2 separate regions of the Arachis hypogaea genome follow, and region 2 is linked to region 1. The links are chromatin contacts, called in public Hi-C maps. All regions are on one chromosome and are shown on one strand. The core of a region is the stretch at or near the end of the contact, and the rest is flanking DNA. Distances in the headings are between cores, read along the strand shown.

Evidence for each region. Hi-C and Micro-C count contacts between places; a contact is called where the count stands out from the background.
Region 2: a Hi-C map of leaf shows a contact between it and region 1, with 1.7 times the contacts expected there. The contact joins the promoter of LOC112743596 here to the enhancer-like site in region 1. A contact is called at or near these places in 3 of 8 Hi-C or Micro-C datasets (leaf and an unstated tissue).

Annotation. Positions count from the first base shown.
Region 1 is chr14:102,111,600-102,117,447 of arahy.Tifrunner.gnm2.J5K5, forward strand. No RefSeq gene overlaps it. Among protein-coding and RNA genes, the nearest start is that of LOC112745291, 17 kb to the right of the region's middle. Within about 2 kb of position 2,657, at least 1 of the 3 cell types and tissues checked has open chromatin away from gene starts, as enhancers often do.
Region 2 is chr14:102,156,558-102,162,405 of arahy.Tifrunner.gnm2.J5K5, forward strand. It overlaps LOC112743596 (protein OCTOPUS-like), which reads left to right and starts at 2,648. Exons shown (of 1, transcript XM_025792876.3): 1 at 2,648-5,523. The coding sequence starts at 2,666. The coding sequence ends at 5,326.

The DNA.
Region 1 (5,848 bases), core at 1,407-3,906:
CAGAATATTAAAAGAAATAAATTAGGAAATACTACTAAATCAAATTGATATAAATTATAATAAATTGTGTGATACTTAAATATCTAATAAAATTAGTTGATATAGTTAATTTATCGCAATAAATTGTATTTAATGAGTTAAAAAAAAATAAATCGCTAAACATTCTTAAAAGCATGTCACATCAATTCCATCATTAAGTGCAAAAACCTGATTTTTATATAATAGAATAGACAATAAATAAAAGAGATGAGAATATGATATGTGACATATTTTAATTATAAAATTAGTAATATGTAATAGATTTTTTTATGAATCTTTATTGCTTGTTAGTTGCTAGTTTTAACGTAATTACTTAATAAATTCTGGCTATAAAACTATCAACTACCTAATATTATGATTTAGTTAATAAGAACGTTGACATTAATATTTTTTCATAAGTCTTGTTATTATTTATAATTAGGAAAGAGCCCTATATAAATTTATTTCTTTAATGAATGTTAATTTATTTTGTTGCAAAATTCTATATTATCTTTAAAATTTTAGAGTAATTGAGTCTAATTTTTACATTTTGAAATGAGTTTACTCGAAAAAATTAATATGTAAATCACATTAGTATTACAAAATTACTTTATTAACATAATTAGTGGTGCTTACTTGAACCATTAAATTTAGCTTCTAATGATATTAAAGTCAACTTATTTTATTATCTTATACCTTCAAAGAATTTAACATAAAAATCTAATAATTGAGAAAAAAATTCATTACAATGAATATATTCATTTTAACAAATATTCTTTTCTCTAATACTATAAAAATTTATACTGATCACTTTGAATTACGGGTCAACTTCCATCTACAGTTGTAGAATGCTGAAATTGAGATATATTCATCAAACAAACAATCAATAAAACATTATCCGTACTTTCTCATTTTGGGTACATTTATACATTAAAAAATATACATAAAGGGAAAAAAGAAGAAGAAAAGAACACTTGAAATAGCATTTGCAATAAAAATCATGATTCTTATAATTTTGTGTGGCCATCTATATATAGTAGATCAGACGACTATGATTATCTAACAAAATTAATTTGTATGTATTGCATTCAATTTGAATAGGTAAGAAATTATCTTATTTTAATTTAGTCCTTAATTCACAAAATTTGAGTTTGGCTCAATATATATAATTTGATTTTATTTGATTTGATTATTAGTTAAAAATATCTCAGTTCGTTGCTTATTTTATTCAAAGATTTATTATTTAATGACTAATTAATTAATTAGTACACACAATAAATTTGATTTAATAAATTAAAAAAATAAATTAAAAATACTAACAGAACATTAAAAATAAATTAAAAAATATTACCAAATAAAATTAATATAAATTATAATAAATTATGTGATATTTAAATATCTGATCAAATTAATTACTTGATATAATTAGTTTATCGTAATAACTTGTATTTAATGAGTTAAAACAAATAAATCGAGAAACACTCTCAGAAGCATGCCACGTCAGCTCTATCATTAAGTGCAGAGATCCGATTTTTATATAATAGAATAGATAGATAGATTATTTATAAATACATATATCTTGTTTTTACAGTAAACGAGATAATTTTTCATGTATCTCATTTACAGTATGAAAATTAAAAAAATACACATATCTAGTGTAATCGAGATATAAGAGAAGTATTTATTTCGGTAAATATTTTTTAAATTATTTATTTCAATAATTATTATAATTATTTTATTTATTAAAATAAAAATCGGGATATATAGACAACAATTACATGAGATTCAGCATCAATAAATAGAATGATGCAATTATCCTAACTTGATACCGGCACATTATTGCATCAATAAATAGAAATTATTGTAAAAAGTCAATTTCAACCCCACAATCTCTCTTTACATAGAGAATTCGTAGAGATAGAAAAGCAATTGCAAACACTCTTTCTTTAACATTATTCTGAATTGTATGTGTTCAATTTCAAATTAAGAAAATAAAACAAAATAAAATCCATTAATATACAGATGACTTACACATGTATAAGGATCTCTTAACTATATTATCACCAAGAGGATCTAATAAGTTGGTGTAATTTAGGTGAAGGTCAATGTATATATTAGTCAAATAGATGGATAATATAATATGTATAGTTTTGATAAATCTCGGATGCTGTTACTTTATCCAAAAGAAAACACGTTCTTTTTTAATTTAAGACCTCTTAATTAAAGAATAAGATACTATCTAAAATAATATTATATTTAAGTAAATTTGGTATCTATTAATGTACTAATAGATTTAAAGTGAATATATACGTATTATATTATATTACAAAAATGCTATATACAATTAAAATGAATATATATTATTATATTATATTATATTACAAAACAATATATATAAATGAAAATTAATTATATATTTATACATATATATTAATTTATATATTTTTTAATTGAATAATTATCCACCAAACTATTTAAACTTATTAATTATAGTAGAATATTCAAATAAATATGTAATAATAAATTAATTTTTTTTTCCAATAGCATAATAAATTTTTTTGTAAGACGCCAAATAGATCATAATGGGCATGGATGAGAGGATGCAGGGTTAAGACTTAAGAGTAAGAGTTGGTTTGGTGTTATGCAAAGGGAATATAATGTAAGACACTATACTGCGGTGCGGTGCGGTGCAGTGCAGTTCAGTACGGTGCAGACGTGCAGTTGTTGAAAAACGAATGAGTGAGCGGGACAGTTGGTCCCTCCAAACCTTCATGCACCCCGTCAATCATTATCGTACCAAATATAAAGTTTGATCTTTCGTGTTCGTGTATACTAATATAGTTATTTTTTTTTGTTACTTTATTTAAGATGTGGATGCAGGAAGTAAAATATTTTTTGTCGAAAAATATCTACTATTAAAGATAATAAATAAATTACTATTATTGAAAAGTTTTGTAGTAAGGTAAGAGTATTGGCTTTTATATTATAGAGACAAATTTCGACCATATATTTAATGTGTTTTATAAAGATTGTTTAGATGTATAACAGTAATTTTTTGTTTTAATTGATCAATTTTTTATAATCTAGTATCTGTGATAATAAAATTTTGAACAATATTATATATTAAAATTTGAATATTTAATGTTATACATAAATATACAAAAATTTATCATATTATAAAAAAATACGACACTCATATTTTTTAGTAACATATTAGTATTCACCTAAATAAAGTAATAGTTTATGGGTTTTTAACTTTTTCTTTTGTAAAAAAATATATGAAACCCATTTAAGAATTAAAAAAAAAGTTAACTTGATTAATAAGTTACTATTTTAAATTTTAATCATTTATTCTATATATAAAAATTGAATTTTTTGCACTTAATAATAAAACTGAGGTAGCAATTTATAAGAGTATTTTTTAATTTATTTCTTTTAATTTATTAAATACAATTCATATGATGACTTAATTATATCAACTAATTGATGATTTGATAAAATATTTAAATATCACACAATTTAATATTATGTATATCAATTAAATGAATATAATTGTTAGAATATAATTAAGATCAATTAGATCAATTAGCATTATTCAACATATCTGAAAATTTATTATAGGATATTACGTTTTTATTATTTTGATTCTCTTATCACCTATAAATACCCTTCTATATTGTATCATTTTACACAACTTGAATACTCACAAATATTTTTTCTATTGCTCTCTCTCTTCTTTCTAACATGGAATCAGAGTCATGATATCCTCCTTGAGAAAGATAAGTTGATTTTTTTTGGTGAAATCACTATACTTTTCATACTTTTCTTCCGTGCCATTTTTTTCCTTTTTCTTTTGTCAATGCTTTGATACTTTTCTGACCTAACCGATTAGCTTATTCACTACTCATGTTAATTTTATTATATAATAGTTTATTTTTCTCCTATGTATTTTTATTTGTATAGTTACTATTGATCTTACTATTTTCGTTTTCTTGAATTGTTCTTTATTTTTTTATGACTTGATAATTTAAATAAAAAAATAAAGAAAGGAAAAAAATAATGGCCAAAAGCAGAGACTAGAAGCCTAAAATAATAACATCATTCCTCAACATTATTATTAATATGAACTTTATTATTTCTTTTCTAACATTCTTTAATATGCACATCATTTTTTTTATTATTAATATTTTTATTATTTTCTTCTTTAATTATAAATCACTTTATAATATTTTTTTATTGATAGAATATTTTTTTGGTCTAATAAAATTTTTCTCTCTTTTTTGTCAAAAATAATCTATATTAGAAAAAAAAGAAGATACAAATTAAATTTTAAAATTCAAATTTAAATAAGATGTGCAAAGGGTAACTATTGAATTCATTTGGTAGATTTAAACTCTTTGTATTATCGTCATTGAAAATTTCAAATACTATTAACAAAATTCTAGATATTTTTTATCTTATTATTCTTAAATTATACATTTTATCGTGTATTTGGAGAGCTTCATCTTTTTTGAAATAAGTGTGACATTATATACTTTTTTGGATACAAAGGAATAATGAAATTGAAGTGAGTAACAAAATTAAGTATATAATAAGATATAAATTTTTAGAATTTCTAGCACAATTGACAAATTTTTAGTTTCAAAATAAATTTTTACTCCATTTTTTATTTTTTATTTGATTTTTTTATAATTTTTTATTAAATTTTTAATTAATTATGATTGTAATAATTCATCAGAAATTTGTGTTTTGTAAAGAAAATTTATCAATCATAAAATATGTAACAGCCCAGACCACCCGCTAGCAAGATATTGTCCGCCTTGGCACACAAGGCCTCACGGTTTTACCTTTGACGATAGGGATGATAGCCCAAGTCCCCCACACTCACTATTCAAAAAACATCATGCTAGGGAGAGGTATTCTCACCCTTATAAGGCCTGCTTCGTTACCCTCCCCAACCGATGTGGGACCTTACAATCCACCCCTCTAAGGGAGCCCAGCGCCCGCGCTGGCACATCGATCTGGGCTTCGGCTCTGATACCATATGTAACAGCCCAGACCACCCGCTAGCACGATATTGTCCGCTTTGGCACACAAGGCCTCACGGTTTTTACCTTCGACGATAGGGATAATAGCCCAAGCCCCCCACACTCATTTGTCAAAACGCATCATGCTAGGGAGAGGTATCCACACCCTTATAAGGCATGCTTGGTTCCCCTCCCCAACCGATGTGGGACTTTACAATCCACCCCCTTAAGGGAGCTCAGCGCCCTCGCTAGCACCTCGATCCGGACTCCCACTCTGATACCATCTGTAACAGCCCAGACCACCCGCTAGCACGATATTGTCCGTTTTTGCACACAAGGCCTTATGGTTTTTGCCTTTGACAATAGGGATGATAGCTGAATCCACCACACTCAATCGTCAAAACGTGTCATGCTAGGGAGAGGTATCCACACCCTTATAAGGCATGCTTCGTTCCCCTCCCGAACCGATGTGGGATCTTACAATCCACCCCCCTAAGGGAGCCCAGCGCCCTCGCTGGCACATCGATCTGGACTCCGGCTCTGATACCATATGTAACAGCCCAGACCACCCGCTAGCACGATATTGTCCGCTTTGGCACAAAAGGCCTCACGGTTTTGCCTTTGACGATAGGGATGATAGCGAAGCCACCCACACTTACTCGTCATAACGCGTCATGCTAGGGAGAGGTATCCACACCCTTAAAAGGCATGCTTCGTTCTCCTCCCCAACCGATGTGGGACCTTACAATCCACCCTCTAAGGGAGCCCAGCGCCCTCGCTGGCACATCGATCCGGGCTCCGGC
Region 2 (5,848 bases), core at 1,398-3,897, 45 kb after region 1:
TGGTGTTCACTAAAATTTGCATCTTTGAATGACGGGTCGCCATTTCGTGGTCGCCAGCTACAGTATGCCCAATTCGTGTTCGCCGCCAATGAGTTGCTCCATTTCGCTGCTGCTGCATCTGATTTGGGCCACTTCACAAGCGCCCATTCACGACGTCATCCAATTCGTGGTCGCCAGCATTGGATTGGGTGATCAATCCTTCAGTCTGCCATGTCAGACCCATTTTGCGGCCGCTGCCCTTGAATTGACACCTTTTTCAATTTTGCGGGTGCTTCACCTGAAATGGCCATGCACATTTTCATCAAGCTTTCTTCCCCTGCGTATTTTGGGAATTAATGTATTATTTATTTAAATAAAAAAGCTCAAGAAAACTTCACTAAGGAAAAAAGCTTAAACAATTACTAGAAAGAGAGAATATCAAACTCACAACAAAGAGTAGGGATAAAAATAGGATAGGGTAAGCTTCACCCTTATCAGGTTAGTTTTGTAATGTATTTAAGTTAGACATATAGTTTATTATGGACCTTTTTTTATAGTATGTTTAATTATTTTACTGATTCTTATAGTTTTATTAAAATTTTAATTAAGTTTTTATATTTTTAATTGAATTTTTATATCATATTAAATTTTGTAATTAAATCTCTACCATTACAAAAATATTAGAATTAATTGAATATTTTGTTAAATAAAATAAAATATTTATTCAAGTATTAGGCATATTCATTTTGTTTAATAAAATATTTTATTAATTCTAATATTTGTCACAAAAAAAACTTAATTACAAAATTTGATATGGTATAGAGACCTAATTGAAAAGAAAAAAAAGTATAAAAACCTAATTAAAAATTCGATAAAACTATAAGGACCTACAAAATAATTAAACCTTTTAAGTACTAAGTCTGCACTGATGTTGAGCTTGGCCTAATCTCAAAGTTGATAAAAAATCTAATATATAATTTTTACCAAAATAAAAAATAAAAATATTTAAAAAACTTACTTTTCTTTTAAAAATTTATATATACAATATACTAAATTTAATATTTATAATAATATTTAAATTTTTAAAATATAAAAAATATTTATAATAAAATATAATAAATTTAAAAATTTTAGTAGCTTTTTAATTATAAAAAATTATTTATATTTTAACAGATTTAGATAGGTTTGAGAAGTCTTATAAACTATTCTGTGAGTCTAGACTTAGCCTATTAATAAAATTAGATTTTTAGATCGGTCAAAACCTAAAACTATTTTATGACAGCTCAGGCTAGACCAAGTCGAATGCAAGCTAAGTTACAGGTCTTTCAAAGACCTGATCTATTTTCATTCCTAAAGTTGTGTTTAATTTTGAGAACAAGACAAGATAAGATATTAAAAACAGGATACAAAAGACAATGACATAAAAATTAGTATTTTTATATTTTGTTTAGGAATGAACTGAATATAAGATATAACAAATCATAAATAATCTAATTAACTTTTGTTTTTTGTTCACACAAAATAAAATAATAAAAAATATAATTATAAAAATTTGATAATAATAATAAAAAATAAAATATATTTTATTTAATATTTCTACATTTTTTTATTAAATAGGACACAATACATTAATTTAATATTTTAAAACATAATAATTTTTTTCTATATTTCATCACAATTTTATGTCTCAATAGCAGGGAAATTGGTAGTTGGTTCAACTCCGAGCAAAACTTCATTGAAGAATTTTAATCATATTTTAAATTTGTCTAAAAGTGTGAAAGTATATCGTTAATTAATATATTCGAGGAGTAAAAATTTTCCACTGAGGTCAACAATTGTTTTTTAACACAACAACAACAACAACATGCTATCACAATATGTAATAAGAAATAATAAACTGATGTTACTATTTACTACTAAAAAAAAAATATTATCAGATAATATCACTTATTTTTTTACAAAGTGATGATATAGATATAGATATATATTAAAAAAATTATATATAAAATAACATTAAAATAAAATAGTATAATGTACTATTACAGTATTAATGAAAAATAATAAATTGATATTATTGAATATTGTATTTTTTATAAATTAATACAAATATACATTTAAAAAATAATACTCAAAATGACATTAAAAATAGCAATATTATTACGGTACTATTTATAAAATATAGACATTCTGTTGAATTGTCTCAGACACATTTTAAATACGATATTCGTCTGTATGCGTGTCTGTCGTATCTAATCATATCTTAATAAAAATTAAAATTTTTTTATCAGACACATTTAGACATATCTAAATATTATCACTTATCAACATGTCCAATTTTATTCTTAACATGTATTTTTACAATAAATTTAAAAATAAAATATATATTATTATTTATTAAAATAATTAAAAAATTATTTTATATTTTAATATCAATAAAATATTAAAATATAATTATAATTTATCTAAAAAATATTTTATATTTTATATATACACGGTATTTTTATTATATTTTATAAAAATTTAAAATTCATATATATATATATATATATATATATATATATATATATTCTGTATTAGTGTCCGTACACATTAATATATTAAACGGAGAATTGAATTGTTGTATTTATGGCCATGTAATATAGGCTCTGTTTTAAGCCCTTTTAATGTATTTTGTTGAGCTTTCTGGATGGTTCACAAAATCACAAAATTGACACAAAATCTGTATCTCTTCACTTTCTCTGTGTCCGTTGGGAACCAAACAGTGCCTTCTCTCTCCTCTCTCTCTCTATCTTTCCCTTTCTCCCCTTTCCCTTTCTCTGTCAAAGACACAGACACACAGACAAAGCAAGCAAAACACACACACACACACACACTCCCTCACTCACTCACTACCTCACTCTTTCTCTCTTTCTTCTCTCTCTCTCTCTCTCTCTCCCCCCCCCCCCTTCTCTTTCACTCGTTACTCCCACCGGAACATGACCACATTTTTAACCGCCAACTTCACACACCACCATTTCCGGGTATGAATCCCACAACCCAATCCAACCCCTCACTACAACCCAACCAGCAACTGCACCAGCTTCAGCATCACCAGCAGCAAGCATTGTTTCCGCCGCCGTTACCTCCGGCACCGCCGCTGCACCAGCAACAACCGCCGCAACTTCTGCAGCCTCACCGTCCTTCCACATCTTGCGATCGCCACCCACAGGAGCAGTTCACCGGATTCTGCCCCTCATGCCTCTGCGAGCGCCTCGCCGTGCTCGATCCCAACGGCACCGCCGCCAGCTCCTCCTCCTCCGGCCCCCGCAGGTCCACCTCTTCCTCCACCGCCGCCGCCGCCCTTAGAGCCATCTTCCGCCCGTCCGCATCCGGCAGCAACCGCGGAAACCGCCCGCCGCCGACCTCATCCTCGTCCTCCTCGTTCTTCCCTGAGCTCCGCCGTACAAAATCCTTCTCCGCCTCGAAGAACAACGAGGGCTTCTTCTCCGGCGCATTTGAGCCTCAGAGAAGATCTTGTGACGTTAGGGTTCGCAGCACTCTATTCTCTCTCTTCAACCAAGACGACGAGCGCAAAATCCCCAAAAAAGAACCCTCCGTCGAGGTTGAAACCAGAAACCTCGCTTCCTCTTCCACTATAGTTCAAGCTCCGGTCACCTTAGAAGAAGAATCAGAATCAGAATCAGAGAGCGCTTCTGTTCTGGAGGAAGAGATTCAAGAGCAAGAAGAAGAAAATGATCAAAACGAAGACGAAATTAGGGTTCTAGAAGGACCTACAAATGCGGTAGTTCCCAACATTGTGACAGAAGAGAGGGTTGCAGTTACAGAAATCGTGGAAGAAGAACCTGAACTCCAACCAGAACCGGAAATTGTGGTTGTTCCGGAAGAGGAATTGCTGAAGCCGATGAAGGAACATATCGACCTGGATTCGAACGCTAAGAAGAGTTCCGGCCGCGATTTCAAGGGTAGCTTCTGGTCTGCAGCCTCAGTGTTCAGCAAGAAGCTGCAGAAATGGAGGCAGAAGCAGAAGCTGAAGAAGCAGCGCTGCCGAAATGGTGCCCTGGGCTCCGGCACCACGCTGCTGCCTGTGGAGAAGCCCATTGGCAGGCAATTCCGTGAGACGCAGTCGGAGATCGCTGACTATGGGTTCGGCAGGCGGTCCTGTGACACCGATCCGCGGTTCTCGCTGGACATTGGACGGATGTCATTTGAGGCCGGTAGGGTGTCATTGGACGACCCGAGGTATTCTTTCGATGAGCCGAGGGCGTCGTGGGATGGGTACCTCATAGGGAGGACATTTCCTCCTCCGAGGATGCCTTCAATGTTGTCTGTGGTGGAGGATGCTCCTGTTCATCAGGTCCTGAGGACTGATACTCAGATTCCTGTGGAGGAGCCTGTGAATGTTATGATGAATGCTATCATTGAGAATGCTGATCAGGCTAAGGTCCCCGGTGGCACTTTGCAGACTAGGGAGTATTATTCTGATAGTTCCTCCCGGAGGAGGAAGAGCCTTGATAGGTCTAGTTCAATTAGGAAGACTGCAGCTGCGGTTGTGGCTGAGATGGATGAGTTGAAGCCTGTTTCTGGTGCAATTCCGGTTGCAAATGCCAAGGTAACTCCTGCCGTTGGCATTGGTGGAGTGGGAGGTGGTGTTGGTATTGGTATTGGTATCGGTATCGGTGGTGGTGTTGATTTGTCGCATCATGGGCCGAAGGCCGTGTTCCCTGATAGGGACTTGAGGGACAGGGATTCAAACTCGAATTCCTTGAGGGATGATCACTCTGAGACCTTTGAGTTGGGGTCTAGAGATGCAGCTGGGATCAATGGGGAGCGGAAAGGGGCTAAGAAGTCATTCAGGTGGAGTAAGGCGTGGAACATTTGGGGCTTGATTAACCGGCGAGGAGGTGGGGGTAATAAGGACGATGATGAGGAGAATAGGTATGGTAGAGGAAATGGCGGGAACGGTGTGGAGCGATCTTTTTCCGAGTCATGGCAGGAGTTTAGAGGTGAGCGGAACGGGGATGTTAGAGGCATATTCAATAGGAATGCGTTGAGGAGCAACAGCAGTGTTAGTTGGAGGAATGCACCAGCTTTTGGAGGTGGAGTTGGAGCGTTGGCGGCCATGAGGAAGAGTGATGTTCAGGCTAATGGGCATGGGAAGAAGGGCAGGGATGAGGTTGTTTTGGAAAGAAATAGGAGTGCAAGGTATTCTCCTAACAACAACAGCATAGACAATGGCCTGTTACGGCTTTACTTGACGCCGATGCGTGGCAGCCGGAGAAATTGGCCCGGGAAAGGCAGGTCTAACCAGGCACATTCCATTGCTAGAAGTGTACTTGGATTGTATTAAAGAATGAAGGTCCATAGTTCTTTGGTTTGTTGATGGTGTTGTTAGATTTTGCTGCATTTGTTGTGTAAAACACACGTCTATGTATTCTTGGTTGGTTGGTTGGATAAAAAAGCACCCTGCATTTCTTTTACAGTAATTAGCATGTTACCCCTAAACTCAATAACAATAATTTTCAGTGGTTTCTTTTTTTACTTTAACTATATGACCATGATGTTAATTAATGGCTTGATTCTCTTTCCCTCTCTTAAGTTCAATGGTGGTTTTTGCTTTTATTGCCAAAAAAAGCATGATAGAATATATGACGCTCCTGAAAATTATGCCTAGGCTTTGGACACAATATGGTTGCTTTTTATGTCTTTATGCTGCAAAAGGGTAGCCGGATGGTGTTTGGTTGGAAGGGCTTATAATTTTGGGAGCATATTAACTTGAATTTTTGGCATGTTATGGATTTTCCTGCAAAAAGTGATAACTAGGTGGGCTCATGCCACCTGGTTTTGCTGTTTGTCATAAGTTGTAGTTTTG